2 separate regions of the Macaca fascicularis genome follow, and region 1 is linked to region 2. A link is a contact called in public Hi-C data. All regions are on one chromosome and are shown on one strand. Each heading gives the region's core, a stretch centred on a gene start, on an enhancer-like site or on the middle of the called end of the contact. The rest is flanking DNA. Distances are from core to core; before and after follow the strand shown.

What was found. Hi-C and Micro-C count contacts between places; a contact is called where the count stands out from the background.
Region 1: a Hi-C map of skeletal muscle shows a contact between it and region 2, with 6 times the contacts expected there. The contact joins the enhancer-like site here to the promoter of SLCO3A1 in region 2. A contact is called at or near these places in 2 of 2 Hi-C or Micro-C datasets (liver and skeletal muscle).

Annotation. Positions count from the first base shown.
Region 1 is chr7:76,818,827-76,822,976 of T2T-MFA8v1.1, forward strand. All of the region lies in intron 2 of SLCO3A1 (solute carrier organic anion transporter family member 3A1), which reads left to right. Among named protein-coding and RNA genes, the nearest start is that of SLCO3A1, 220 kb to the left of the region's middle. Within about 2 kb of position 1,890, at least 3 of the 6 cell types and tissues checked have an H3K27ac peak or open chromatin away from gene starts, as enhancers often do.
Region 2 is chr7:76,598,382-76,603,132 of T2T-MFA8v1.1, forward strand. It overlaps SLCO3A1 (solute carrier organic anion transporter family member 3A1), which reads left to right and starts at 1,583. Exons shown (of 11, transcript XR_012415465.1): 1 at 1,583-1,957.

The sequences.
Region 1 (4,150 bases), core at 640-3,139, 220 kb after region 2:
GGCTGGGACGTCCATGATCAAGACACTTGCAGATCCAGTGCCTGGTGAGGATCAGCTTCCTGATTCATAGATGGCCATCTTCTTACTGTGTCCTCATCTGCAGAAAGGGGTGAGGCAGCTCCCTGTGGCCTCTTTATAAGGGCACTCACCCTGTTCATGAGGGTTTCACCCTCATGACCTGATCACCTCCCAAGGACCCCATCTCTTGATACCGTCACCCTGGGGGTTAGAATTTCAACATGAATTTGGCAAGTAAGAGTGCACAAACATTCAGACCATAGCAGTACTTGGCCAGGCTACCTCCTAATAATATGCCAAGCGAAATCAGATGGTGCAGGCGTGATAGAGCGGCACGAAGCTATTTGTGTCTTTCATAATTAGCATGTTTTGAAGGAAAACTTAGCCGTGATAGAGTTAGAAATTAGACTTTTCTGCTCAGCAAATTAGCTCTCAGATTGCATACCACATGAGTCCATTCCCCCACCCCCACCTTACTCCCACTTTCAAAGATGAATCAGATGGTTTACTCTGTTCTACTTTCCTCTTCAGAAAAGGGAAGCAGAATCCAAACCTAATTAAGACGGCGTTTCAGCTCTATAACTAAATTCATTCATAGCCCAACTGCACTGGGATACATGAGCTTCCTCTGGCCACCTCATATGGCAAACCTGGTTCAAATAGTTATCATTCATCATTTAGTCCCGAGTTTAAGTTTCTAGAAAAATTTTTAAAAATTAACTCTGCTCTTCTCGTGTTTGCTGGGGCCACAATGCTTCAGTCACTTGGATCAAGACAGCACGGAGGCCTCATACTAAAGCAAGCCTCTGAACATGCTCCTTATTAATTAACAGCTGCAGGCATTTGGAATATTCTGTCCGAATGGTGTTAACAGCCTCATCCCTTTGGTGGTCAGAACTAGAAAGCAGAAAGATCCCAAGTGAAGCTCCTCTTTTGAGCTACCTGCTAGCTCCCACCCCTCCTGCAGGCTTTGGACTTACCTGCCCTGTCACTCACAGCTGTGTGACCCTAGACATTCAGAACCTCTCTGTGCCTCATTCGCCCCATCTGTAACACGTTGGGTCACACAACTCTTTCACAGGGTGATTCCTAGAGATTCATGAATATTTGGAGATTCCTACTCTGTGCCAGGCACTGTGCTGGGCAGTAAGTAGAGAGACAAAGAGAAATAAATCTATGCTCCAAATCAGTGCTTCTCAATCAGGGGCTTTGCTCCCCCCAGGGGACATTTGCCAATAGCTGGAGATATTTTTGGTTGTCATGATGGGGGATAGAGGGTGCTACCAGGGTCTAACAGGCAGGTGCCTGGGATGCTGCTGAACATCCTACAATGTCCAGAATAGCCCCATGCCTGGAATTACTCACTTTGTCATGTCAGTAGTGCTGAGGTTGAGGAACCCTGATCTAATAGACCAATCCAGATAGATACGCAGATAATTTCAGTGCAGTGTGGTAGGAGTTACGAGAATTAAATAAAATATTTCATGTACAGGGGCCAAGACTTGGTAGTTCTCAGTGAAAGGTCATGCCCTGCAGTCCTTCATTCAGTGACCTGCGTCTTCAAGGACTCATGTTGGTAGTAGATAGCCAGAGAAAGAAGACAGTCTTTGCGTTCACTACACAAGGGAGGTGTTACTCCAGGTGCCCTACATCTGGCTTGCGTGATCCAGTCCTGACTCTAGGTTCCAGCTCTGTGAAAATCCCTGCCCATCTACAGGTTACCAGGACCTTGGGGGCAGAGGGATCCCAGAATGAGAACTGGAACTGCTGGAGGAGGAGGCAGCCTTCAGCAATGAGTATTCCTTTGCACTCACCCTTCCCTCTCATCTGAACACTCCCATCCCTCACTCGAGCTCTGCTGGCGAAAATGATGAATGAGTCACCAAGTGAATCACTGGGGAAAGCCCTCCCCAGGAGCTGTGGCTGAGACCCCACCCAGGCAACATAACTTCCTGGTTCCTTTCTTGCCTCTGCCCACAAAAGATTAAAAATAAAATGGGAAATAGTTAAGATGACTTGCTGCAGTAACTTTTATACTTTTATAATAAGAAAGTGAAAATGTTTAAGGAAGCCAAACTAGTAGGCTACCCGAATTAGGTCGAGCACGATGAAGACTCTCTTCTGTTGCGTTGGCATCAGGCTCATTCAGAACCGACTGCTTCAAGCAAGTCATTTTCCCAAAGAGGCAGAGGCAGGGTGGAAAGAAAACGTGAGCCTAAATAGAAATATCCAGGGCCTTAAGAAATCACTCACCCTCTCTGAGCATCTCGAAGTTTCCTGGCTTTCAAAATGGATTTGATGGCACCTCGTACCATTGTTTGGAGGGTAAAGGAGTTCAGGCATGTGAAGGGACTTCGAAAGTTAAAAGGAGTTCAGGCGTGTGAAGGGACTTTGAAAGTTAAACAGCCTTGTACAATTATTGCTAAATGTTGGGGATAGGATAATAGTATTGTAGCTTTGTTTTCATCTTTCAAAAACACGTCTTGAAATAGTTATGGAGGGTCGGGTGCGGTGGCTCATGCCTGTAATCCCAGCACTTTGGGAAGCCGAGGTGGGCAGATCACCTGAGGTTAGGAGCTCAAGACCAGCCTGGCCAACATGGAGAAACCCCATCTCTACTAATGATACAAAAATTAGCCAGGCGGGGGATGGTGCATGACTGTAATCCAAGCTACTCAGGAGGCTGAGGCAGGAGAATTGCTTGAACCCCAGGAGGTGGAAGTTGCAGTGAGCCAAGATCAGGCCACTACACTCCAATCTGGGTGACAGAGCAAGACTCTGTCTCAAAAAAAAAAAACACAAAAGTTATGGAGGAAATGATGTTCGGGATTTGCTTTGACATAAGGGTGGAGGAGTGGGAGGGGGCAGAGATGGAACCTTGACCATGAGTTGATGATGGTTGTGACTAGTGAGAGGTATTTGTGCCTTCGTTCTTCTAGTCTATTCTCTCTACTTTTATATTTGAAATTTCCACCATTTAAAAACATCTGTTAGATATTTTAGGTATACTGAACTATATACTTAAAAATGGTTAAGATGGTAAATTTTATGTTACAGACATTTTATCACAATTAAATATATATATACACATCCGTCTTTTAAAGTCAGTAATTGAGATCAGCAATATGTATGAGGCACAAGGAACACAGAAAAGCAATCATGTGAGAGGGAAAAAGAGAAAACCTTTTGCTCCCTTTTCTGGGAATTTGTTAAGTACAACCATTGAAAGAAGCAGGACTCTTCCTGGCTAGAGGACTAGAGAGTGAGCAGGGAGCTTTGGCCAGGACATTGGAAATGCCGTCCTGGGACCACGTGACCTGAGATGGTTGAGGAGCAGTCAGGTGCTACACACATGCCAGGCCTGTGCCTGCCCGGGAGCATGAGAATGAAGACAGGTTGCCCAAGCCTGGAGAGGCCCACTGTCCGCAGGGCAGGCATTCAGAGAGCACACCAGCACACCATCCTCGCGTTTGGCTACAAGAAAGGCAGATGAAGATACAGGACAGTGTGGAGGGCTCTGCGTGCTGGGCTGTTGTTTGGACTTAGATGAAATGGGAGCTATAATCACTTCCCTTTTTGCCTTTTAAAAAATATATGTAAGGGGAAAAAAATACATGTCAAAAATGGAGTCATTTGAAGCTAAGTGTCACCCATCTTGGAATAATTGTCCTCCAGCACTAAATTTTACAAAGTGATTGGTGGCACAGAGCACTCTTACTGATGGACAACACTGGCCTGGCAATGTAGGAGGGAATGCAGACCACTGGCAGAGCAGCAGAGTCTGGGGTGGGCTGTGGCCTCTCCTCTGGCCCCAATTCTTCAGTTGTGAGACCTGGGGATATGTCACTTCATCTCTTAGGCTCTCCGTATCCCCACCTTGAAGGACGGACTGGGTGGAATCCAAAGACTGATCACAGGCAGCTGTGTCTGTGTTTGCAGTTGTTCCTGGCAGGCAGACCACACTGGATGTGTCTTAGTCGTAATTTGGGGGCTCGGGCATGACGAGCTCTTGTTCCTTCTACTGAGTAACCTGCACTAGAACCTAAGGAGGCCTCTCAACCAGGGTCCTTTTTTCAGCTGTCACCAAGGGTACAATTAATAGCACAAATCAGTTCTTCCCTTTGACACACTT
Region 2 (4,751 bases), core at 333-2,832:
TGATTCAGGAAGTGGGGAAAATGGGAAGAGACTTCTGTGGAGGGCGCCAATTCAGATAGGACGTGGCCTAGACAAGGTGGGGGCATCTCAAAGCGACACCAAACCTGGGTGAGATCATGTCTGGAGCCACAGAAGGATGAAGCAGTTTATATTTAAATGCCATGGCAAAACAACACCTCCACCATTACACCCTCTATTCTCATTCAAGTTCTTCGGAAGAAAGGAAAAATATGGTAGGGTTCATTGCTATTCAGTTTTGAAGTTGAGCCTGCATTTAGACACAGGAGCCTGGGAGAGTGGGTCATTTTCTTTGACACAATTATTAAGGAAAACATTTTAAATGATTCCTTGAGTCCCCCAGTGGCCCAGGTGGAAGGTGCTGTTTCCTGGTACCTGTCCAGTCCTCTGAGCTTTTCTCTCAGCTTCCAAACGCTGCAGTTGACAACTAGCAGATCCTATTGGTAGTGCCCTGTGGCCCACACTCCTTGGTAACGGTGAGAGTGGGGAGTAATTAGGAGCGGCTGCCATGGGTCAGGCATTCAGGTCAAGGCCGAGGATGGTGGCCAGGGCCACAGAGCCAGGGGAGGGTGGGGACCCAGCAGGCCTGTGGCTGGCCGCTTTCTGCGCGCTCGAGCCACTGGGCCCTGGGCGGATGGAGGGCCGGACAAGGCCCTCTGCTGGGGCCGCGGCGATCTTGCAGCGCCTGGACACTGAGGCTGGGGCACCAACAGTCCGTGGGGCTCCCGACGTATTCCTCTAACTTCCCCTTTCTCTCTTTTCGGTCTGGGGCCTTTTCAACACCCTCTGTGGTCGGGGAGAGCTGGCGCAGAAACCGGCAGGCGGCAGAAGCCTCAAGCAGCTCTGACCTCTGGCACCTCCCCAAGGCCCAGAGCATAACATCTGTCCCCAGAAATCCCCAGGCGGAGAAGAGCGCGCGCCAAACCCTTCCTGGGTAGTCAGTATTCTCCCTTCCTGGGAAGAGCCTGCCCTCTGAGGCTTGGGCACCGGGGTTCCCGAGCGCCGGGTCCGAGCCCCGCGGGGGCGCCTCCGCACCCCATCTCCGCGCCCGGCGCAGAGCCGCCAGTCTCCGCCGCGGGGCCCCATGACCCGCAGCGCCACCTAGGGGCCGGGCGCCGCCTCCCTCCCTCAGGGGCACCCCCCGTACTCCGCAAGGACTCCCCGTCTCCCCAGTTCTCCCGGCAGCCGGACCCTCCCCGCCTCGGCCGCCGGGCCGCCCTCCGCGTCCCAAGCCCGCCTCCCGTCCCTCCCCGGGGGCGCACCGGCAGCGGGGAGCGGCGCGGCGAGGGCGCGCAGCGGCGGCCCAGGCCCAGGCCTCCGGGCTGGGGCTGGGGCTGGGGCTGGGGCTGGGGCTGGGGTTGAGGGGTTGAGAGCAGGCGCGGCCGGCGGGCGAGGGGAAGCGGACGATGGCAGCGGCGGGCGGTCGCGGGAGGCGAGGCGGCGGCGGCGGCGGCGGCGGCGGCGGGCGGCGCGAGGAGCCCCTGTGATTGGCACAGCCGGAGCCGGAGGAGGAGGCGAGGGGAGGGCGGAGGCGGGGGAGGAGGAGGAGGAAGGGGCGAGCGCGGCGGCGGCGGCGGCGGCGGCGAGGAGCTGTGCTTTCCACCTCTCCAGCCCCGGCAGGACGGGGGCGGCAGCCGCGAGCCCGGGGCGGGGACAGCACGCAGCCTCGAGGCGCGCACCCCCACCGGGCAGCGGCCCCGACACCCGGGGCGAGCGGGAAAGCGGCAGCGGCGGCGGCGGCGGCGGCGGCGGGGGAAGGATGCAGGGGAAGAAGCCGGGCGGCTCGTCGGGCGGCGGCCGGAGCGGCGAGCTGCAGGGGGACGAGGCGCAGAGGAACAAGAAAAAGAAAAAGAAGGTGTCCTGCTTTTCCAACATCAAGATATTCCTGGTGTCCGAGTGCGCCCTGATGCTGGCGCAGGGCACGGTGGGCGCCTACCTGGTGAGTCCCTGAGCCAACTCCGCCGTGGGCCCCTTCCCCAGCCCGGCTCCCGAACGGCCGCCTGGCACGAGAAGGGGGCCGCCCGGCGCTGGGGGCAGGCGGGCATGACCTCGGTCCGGCGTGGAGGTTGGCGAGTGGTGCAGAGGCGGCCGCCGGGGGAGCTGCCGGCCGGGGCTGCCAGCGAGCGGGTAGCGGGCGGGACCGTTGATGCCGGTAGCAGCTCGCGCGCGCCCTGCTGGGGCTGGGGGTGCTGGAGGACGAGAGGCGGCGGGCAGGTGGGCGTAAAACTATTCCTCTCACCCGCTTAAGAGCCGAGCGAGACGGTGACTTCAGGGCTCTCCTTGGAGAGGAAAGCAATCGGGGTTTGCAGGTGACCCGCACATGGGAAGAAAAACCAGTTAGCATCCTGCGTCCTCTACTCTCCATTGCATCCTCCTCGAGAACAAATCTATTATGCATCATTTTCTCCGGGCGCTTTCTACATCCGCCAATTACAGGGGGATATAACAGCTTAGAGTAAAATGCTCCCTAGTGTGGCCCTGACCTGAGTCGGGGCTGCAGGGGGATTATTCCCACTCGGCATCCCTATAGCCCTCTTTCAGCGTCTGCGATAAAGTTACGGTACCTAGAGAGCAGCTGCGAGTTTGTGTAGTTCCTGCTATCCACTCTTAGTGCTAAATTCCCCATCGTGGTCTGTCGCCCACAGAAGGTTGCACCATTTTGCACAATGAATATGTATTTTATTTGCCTCCAGAAAGGGGATGTTAATGCTCAGAGGGCCCATGGGTGCATAACATTTCAGAGGAAACAGCTTGTAATGACTCAGCACTGTCAGGTACCTACTTTGTCGCTTTTGCCTCCCCTCCTCAGGTGGTCCCAACTTGAGTTCCAGAGAGCGTGCTTCCACACCTGAGTACAGTCCTGTCTAAACGGGAAAAATTTTTTTAGAGTTTATAGTGTTAAATCATTACTTGGCTATTGACCCGCAACTGGAATCAAATGTCATAGACTTTGAGTATTCCTGAGCAAGTTTGATGGAGATAGAATTGGACAAGATTTTGGCCATTGAATAACCACATCTAGAGATAGAACCACGCGTATCCTGATGCTATGATTAATCCCTCATTCCTGGCCTTGGGGTAAAGTTAATGAGGGCCAGACACTGGGGGTTCTATACCATTCATAAACTATCTCTTAAGGCTCAGGGCTCACTGTTAAGGGGAAATACAAACAGTGCTTGGTCTCCGGTGTTAAGTAAGTTAGGTGGTTGTGAGAGAGAAGGTCTTCAAACTCAGCTCTGTTCCTGGGGTGACAATTTTAGGGCTTTTGAAAATCAAATACATTTCTGTTGCTCCTTCTGAGACGAAAAGCGTTTACGTCCCGGTCTCTGTCTTGTGCATTTGTAACTTGTAGACTGCAAGTGAACCCTGTAGTCAAAAGCACACCTTGTTTTCTGTTCTATAAAATAACACTTATTGTGCCTATAGTTATAATATGCAGTTGCAGACAGTACATATTGGCCCTTGGAATTTGAGGGATAGGGGATAATTGTGTTTTGGGAGTCAGTTTATCAGCCTTTCCTTAGGGGGAATTTGACTGTTAAAATATTTAAGTACATGTATTACAGAGATGCAAATACACATTAATAAAATATATGTGGGTCTGTACTGTGACATATGCAAAGTACATAATACCTAACCGGGTCTATGTTTAAAAGGAGGTAATTAGTATATCAACAGCTGCCTCCAGTTTAACGGTTTGTTTGCCTCAAACCAGTTTTGATCAGTAGAGTGCATTATTCATGTGTGGCAAACACCAACAGAACTTTTCACCCCAGGAATGATAAAAGGACGGGCTTACTATTTTTCGGTTGCAATGATCTAAGGATTTGACAAAGAAATGAAGCCGGTCTGCAACTAGATGAATGACCTAGCTCCTTTAGAAAGTTAAGAAGCCGAGTACTCCTGGAGTGGTGGACTTCTGAAGGCAGGGCTGGCCCCAGGAGATAGGAGGTTGACTTTAATCCCAGAACAGGGGAATGACAGGCAGAGGAGGAATTTGGTCCACCTGGTGGTGGCATCCTGGCACTTCTAGCCTTAGCTGATGGAAAGCCTGGTTGGGTGGGGTAGGGTAACAGGAGTCAACAGGTGACTTGCAGAAAGCAGCTGGAGGCCCAGGAGAGGACAGGCCTAGGAAATTGAATTCATTTTGATTACTAGGAGTGGAGGCATAAGGCTCTAAGGGCTCTGCTTTGCCCGGCTGCCCTCGTCTTTGCCTTGCCATCGGAGCCTCATGAAAATAAATAGTTGGCTTGTCAGGGTTGACTGACTCAGCTTGCTGTGGGCTTTGCTCTTCTGGGCCACTTCAGAGTTTTCTCTTCATCTGTTATTTGGGAGATGGGGAAAAAAAGTTTGCTCCTTCAGCCATGCGAGACTTCTCTGTGGATAATTGGAGAATGAAATATTGCAGGCTGTTTGCAGGAAAGGCAGATTTCTTCCTTTTAATTCATCATGGCTTTCTTAGGAAACCTGAGACCCTGTAGGGGACCACAGGGCAGGGTCCACGTGCTAAGTGTGCGTTATGTGTGATCTTTACATTGGCAATCAGCCTGCCCCTCTAATGAGGCATTTCCAGATACCTGAGGAAGGGCTTGCCTTGGGACAGTGCCAGCAATGCTCCCTTTCACAGAGAGGAGAGTGATAACAAATTCTATGCCAACGACATTATTTCCTATTAGATTCCCAGAGTCCACCTTCTTATTTCATCTCCCAAGGTGCCTTAAAATTTTGCAGTT